Linked DNA regions of Mus musculus: region 1 is linked to region 2. A link is a contact called in public HiChIP or PLAC-seq data. All regions are on one chromosome and are shown on one strand. Each heading gives the region's core, a stretch centred on a gene start, on an enhancer-like site or on the middle of the called end of the contact. The rest is flanking DNA. Distances are from core to core; before and after follow the strand shown. Region 1 has its middle 46 kb from the start of Cnr1. Region 2 overlaps Map3k7 (mitogen-activated protein kinase kinase kinase 7).

Region 1 (2,700 bases), core at 199-2,698, 2.0 Mb before region 2:
CCCTGTGTTCCATTGCAGTAACAGCTTCATGAGGCTTCTAGTATAACAGAACAAAGAGAGTCATAAGTAAAGATGACATAGAAATAACATGCCTCCCCATTACATGCACTGAGGAAAGTCTCGAGAACTTAGGCAAAGTCAAGTCTCTGCTGGAACAGCACCCAGTCAGCTGTGGCTAATGTCTGAGGAAGAGCCAGCTTGGGATAGACGAGTTTGCTAACTTATATACATTTTAGGCTTTTGCATTTTACATATGCTGTCACCTTAAATCTTTTTAGGTCCTGGCCCCAGGTTGCAATTTGGACATTATAAACAGACCAAAGATGGGAGAATGTAATTTTAATTTTTTCAAATCCTATTTTTAATGACGTTTCTTAATTTCTTTAACTTCCCTTGTAACCCACCACCCTCCAGAGGTAGTGGAAAAGAAGGATACAGGGGTGGGGGAGTAGCCCTGTTTAAAAAAAGGTTCTTTGGAGCAACTCCTGTCTGTGTTGTCTGGAAATCAGCAGTTCAGTTCACAGGTTAGCAGGTAGCTGCACAGATATACCAGTAGTATAGTTCGGTAGAGTCAGGTTTAGCAACAGTGGTGACATGACCTAGCAGAGAGAACCAAGCCTCAGCCTCAGCTTGAGTCAGCAGGAGGTACACCAGAAGTTCTCTCTACTGTGCCTCTCTCAGGGAAGTGAAGATCAGCGAAGATGCAAGACCCACAAGTGTTACACAGCTCACTGTACCAGCAAGCCAAGCTCTGTCTCCATCATTCTGTGGGGTCCAATTTATACCCTCCAAACATCATGTGTCCTCCACGTGCCTTGCCTCAGCATGTGCATCTAATCAGCCCGAGTCCTTGGAAGTGACAACAAACTGTAGCATACCACCAGAAGTATTTGGGGGGGGGGGAAGCATTTTTCTCTATGGCGTCCCAACAAATACAGCTCAATTACACAATGTAAGGTGGACAAATAAATGTGTGTCATTAGCAAAGAATCGTTCATCATGTGTCCTTTCACATGCTTGCTTTAGCAGAACGTCCTCTCTCCTGTGTCTGCTTCAGCAAAACTTTCCTCCACAAGTCTGCCTTAGCCTTTCACACCTGTGTTCACATGTCTACCCCAGCAAAACACCATCCAACTCACTTTTCAAAGAACCCTTAACCTTCCACTTCAGAAGACTACAAGCCTGGCCACTTATGCAGATGAGCTACATGCAAAGATATAATCAGACTTCTTTTAAGTATGCTAGTGGGTTTTTTTTTTTTTTCAAATGGTTGTTATCTAGGATCTTCTTGCCCATCTGGCAGAATTATGTTTTTCTCAAGAAGAGAACAGGGGGCTTTATGCAGCCCAGGACTTAACTTTAGCTGTGACCTCGAGCTGCCCCTTACGCAGCCAGTTAGAGGCAAGTTCTTTGGGGGTGGCCAGTGAATCCTGGTGAGCAGACATTTACATGATAACAAAGTAGTTTAGCTCATCACTTACTGGTCTGGATAGCATACTACTTAGCTTTGGGGTATTTTGAATTCATGTATCCTGAGCAAATCTATTAGTAAACCCGTTATATGACCAGTTTAATTACTTGAGTTCTGCCACATCAAAATCACCTTAAAAACATGGCAGTGGAAACTTGAGATAGGCAAGCTAAAGCAAAATGGGGAAGTCTGTACTATAGACCTCAGATGTGTTCTGATGTCATTCATAGCCTTTGGAGTGATGGGAGTCTGGGATCCATTTGTGTATTCTAAAAAGGAAGAGTAGTCACAAGGAAGTTAGGTCAAACACTGAGGTAGGCAGTGATTGGATAGTTAAGAGACTAAGAGTAACCCAAGATAATGAGGCTCTCAACCTGTAACGTTCCAACTCTCTCCAGTCCCGTTCTATCAGCCTTGTGGAATGTCTAATGGTTATGTTTTTAAATATGGGAACTTCATACACAGGATTGAATGGGTCTGAATGCATAGGGCACAGCTAGAGCATGCAGTAGATACTAGTACCGTGAAAGCTTGTGCTGTGTGGCTAGGCACTGATTTCTGAAGCTCTAGTGGTGGCTCCTGCTGGAAGGAGTGTTCTCTACCACTGTGGCAGAAGAATCCTTGAGCAGAACATTCCACTTAGGACCCAGTCGGTGTCACTCTCTCGGCAAAGCTGACACGTTCACGCTTCTTACCTGAGGAGAATGGTCAGGAAGACTGATTCTGACTTCCTATCCAGAACTGGCTACAGAAAATTGGTTGTGTTTCAGCACACACTATTTTCTCATGTTGATAAAGTTGGAGGATGAGAAATGGAGTAGCAAGTGGAGGTCAGTGGGACCAAATAATGAAAATCCTAATATAATTTCTAGGACTACAGACTCTAGTACTCCAAAAATCCTCTCTCCACCTTTGCCAGACCTACAGAGTCACAAAATAAAACTAAGCACAGTGTAAAATATTTAGAATCTGTTGCAGTTTGGTTTTGTCTGTTAGCACAATGCTAGACCTTGGCATTTTCCATTGCTTGTAGTTTCTTTGTGGAAGGAATTAATCCCATTAGGTGACAGCTGTCCTTGATCTAAAATAACATGCACTCTCTCTTCTTTGTTTCAGATGCAAACCAGAAACATTTGTGAGTTGCTTTCATAGTATCCAAAGCACTTGAGTTTTTAATTGATTATTTTTTTTAGAACAGCTAAGCTTGCCATTGGAGAATTCTTTGCATT
Region 2 (2,700 bases), core at 164-2,663:
TTTCTTTAGATCATAAAGACTTCTCTTTTTTTGCATATGGCATTATTAGGAGTAAAATATTAGCTGTTAGAAGTAAAAAGCAAAAAAAAATATATATTAAGAACTGACTTTTTGTGAGATGAAAATGAGACAGGGAAGAAATCCAAGGCTATACAACAAGACTACTTAGATTTCTTTTTTTTTTAACACTTTTTTTTAAAAACACTTAGAATGCCAAAGGCAAGCACTCACAATACACTAAAGACCTCAGCAGCCTCTCTTTCCCCACAGGCTTGGAGATTCAATGGCAGAAAGCAGTTCAAACTTTCTCCCACCCACACTCTTTCCTTTGATTAGCAGAGGCAGACAGCCTGGCAGACTGTGCTCTATAAACATGGGCAGCTACAGAGGCATAAGAACACTGATAAAGAATATCCACACCAGGCTTTACCCCAGGCTACCTTGGACCCAGTTGAACATGACAATGATTCAGAAAAAATCTTGCAAAAGGAGTAAGATAAGTGAAATTAAAGTCTGACCACAGGTAGGAGGCGGCTACTGTGGGGAGGGTTGAGACCTGAAATGGATTCATAGCTGTTCAAACACAGACCTTAACGCAAAGTGCTTGAGTGACTTTCTGACGATCGATGACAGCCAAAGGGAAAGCCAAGTCAGGAAGCATGGAGAAAGGTCTTTCTTCAGTGATACAACTGAATTGCCAACTGCATTTCTTTAACCCTGAAATATCTGAGTACCTAGTACATCCAGCTGCTGTTTCTGAGGGACTGAATGTTCTTTATCTAAACGGACAGTACCAAAGCGGAGGAGCCTTAGAAATAGAAAATAAGCTATGGCTCACAACCATCTAATTTTCAAAGCATCATATTCAACAGGTTAACTGTTGGAGAAGGGATTTATAAAAGGTTTTCACCCTTTCAGAAACAGGAGTGACTGGGATGATAGAGGCTTGCACATGGAGGGGTGAGGGGAGTCTCCAAAGGCAGCTACCCTCAATCTTTTCCATCCTTGTCTGCTTACTCTACTGAGGAGTTCATGGCTTTCCCCCTTGGGTCAAGTTGGTCAAGAATTGCTTTTATCAGTAGTATAGTGAACTTCCAGGAACCTCAAAATCAGGGCTCAAGAAGCTTTAGCAGTTTCTATTTTCTTCCTCTTAGAGCCCAACATCATGAGATAAAGGCCCACTTGATACAGAAAGGCCTCATGCAGGATGATTGGGCATTTGCTGGGTATAACTGATGACCAAGCAGACAGAGACACTACTCTGTCAGGCATGAAGAAGCAACCTTGGATGCCTCTGTTCCATGTGACAGTAATATGTATCAAGGCACTGGTTTGGTTTCCACCCAGCGGCAAGGGGCTGAGGTACTTATTTTACATATCAAAGCAGACCTGGCCTCCAGGTTCTCCCAGCAACTCTCAGTCTCTATCTGGCATACTCTGCCCGCCTCCTTGAGCTCTTCCCTCTATCCTTCTCTCTTCCCATGGTGACTTCCCTGGCCTAGTTCCTTGGGGCCAGTGAACTTGTCTGAGAGCAGCTTCCCAATAAACCCGCCTATATATAATCTAATCTGGCTTGAGTTGCCTCATTTCCTCAGTGGAGAAATAACCTATCACTACATGGACTTCTGGAATGAAATCAGAGGAACAGAAAGGTATGAAAAGAAGTGTTTGGCTATAGTAACTACGAATTAGAAACCAGTGTTAATCATTAGAAGACAAATTAAGAATAATTCCATCTTGGTCTTCTTCACCAACTAATAAATGTTAAATACCAATTTGAAGCTTGCATGGCTGGTGCTTTACCCAATAAGCCATCTCTCTGGCCAGCCCAAGTTCAATCCCGGAACCCCTACAAAAAGCAAGATGCAGTGGCATGTCTATACATGCAGTGGCATATCTATCTAGCACTTCCCATCCAGAGAGATGGGAAACAGAAAGAAGATAACTGCCTGGAAGTATGCAATATAGCAACAGAGATAGAAATAGAGACAGTTGCAAATAAAATGGAAGGCAAGAACTGACTCCTGAAAGTTGTCAGGTGGTTGTGGTGAAAATGTGTGCACTTGTGGGCAAATAAATAAATAGATAAATATTTAAACACCGACTCCATTCCCCTTACTTTCAGAGGATCACATTTCCTTTGACCTTATTAAGATTTGCAAATTGTGTTATTTTTCTAACTAATCCAACCCCCACATTCTGGAGAAACTTTATTTGGAGAGAATTTATTACAACTTGAGCCATACTCAGATGCTAGTAAAGAGCTGGAAGTTAAGTTCAGGTGTTACTGTATCTTTCGCTGTATAGCATACCATATCTTCACATGCTCTCTAATGGGCCACACATCCCACAGTATACACACACCAGAATGAGCTGCATTTCACTCCGATGAGATGACCAAACCACGTAGACTATTGCCATTATAGGACTCATTGGTTAAGAAAGTCTATTTCTAGGGACAGAGAGGCGGCTCAGCAGTGATCAGTACTGGCTGCTTTTTCAAAGAGCTTAGGCTTTGTTCCTTGCACCTCCAGAGAGGCTCACAACCATCTAATAACTCCTGTCCCAGGAACTGATGGCCTCAACAGACACCTACACAGTGCACAGACATATATGCAGGCAAAACACTCATACTCATAAAATGGTATAAAAGTAATAACAAAAGGTTCACCTTGTCTCTGTCTCTCAGGCTCAGAATGT

Evidence for each region. HiChIP or PLAC-seq counts read pairs in DNA pulled down with a chosen protein or histone mark.
Region 1: an H3K27ac HiChIP or PLAC-seq map of stem cell-derived epiblast-like cells shows a contact between it and region 2, with 97 times the contacts expected there. The contact joins two enhancer-like sites. A contact is called at or near these places in 9 of 484 Hi-C or Micro-C datasets (the Ba/F3 cell line, the G1E-ER4 cell line, Sertoli cells and 5 more), 10 of 115 datasets of contacts at active chromatin or transcription factors (astrocytes, cardiomyocytes, embryonic stem cells and 2 more) and 1 of 9 other capture datasets (embryonic stem cells).

Annotation. Positions count from the first base shown.
Region 1 is chr4:33,969,684-33,972,383 of GRCm38.p6, reverse strand. No RefSeq gene overlaps it. Among named protein-coding and RNA genes, the nearest start is that of Cnr1, 46 kb to the right of the region's middle. Within about 2 kb of position 1,448, at least 1 of the 459 cell types and tissues checked has an H3K27ac peak or open chromatin away from gene starts, as enhancers often do. A contact at or near this core is called in stem cell-derived epiblast-like cells, where this site is marked.
Region 2 is chr4:31,969,299-31,971,998 of GRCm38.p6, reverse strand. The region is part of intron 1 of Map3k7 (mitogen-activated protein kinase kinase kinase 7); the gene reads right to left. Among named protein-coding and RNA genes, the nearest start is that of Map3k7, 6.5 kb to the right of the region's middle. Within about 2 kb of position 1,413, at least 17 of the 459 cell types and tissues checked have an H3K27ac peak or open chromatin away from gene starts, as enhancers often do. A contact at or near this core is called in stem cell-derived epiblast-like cells, where this site is marked.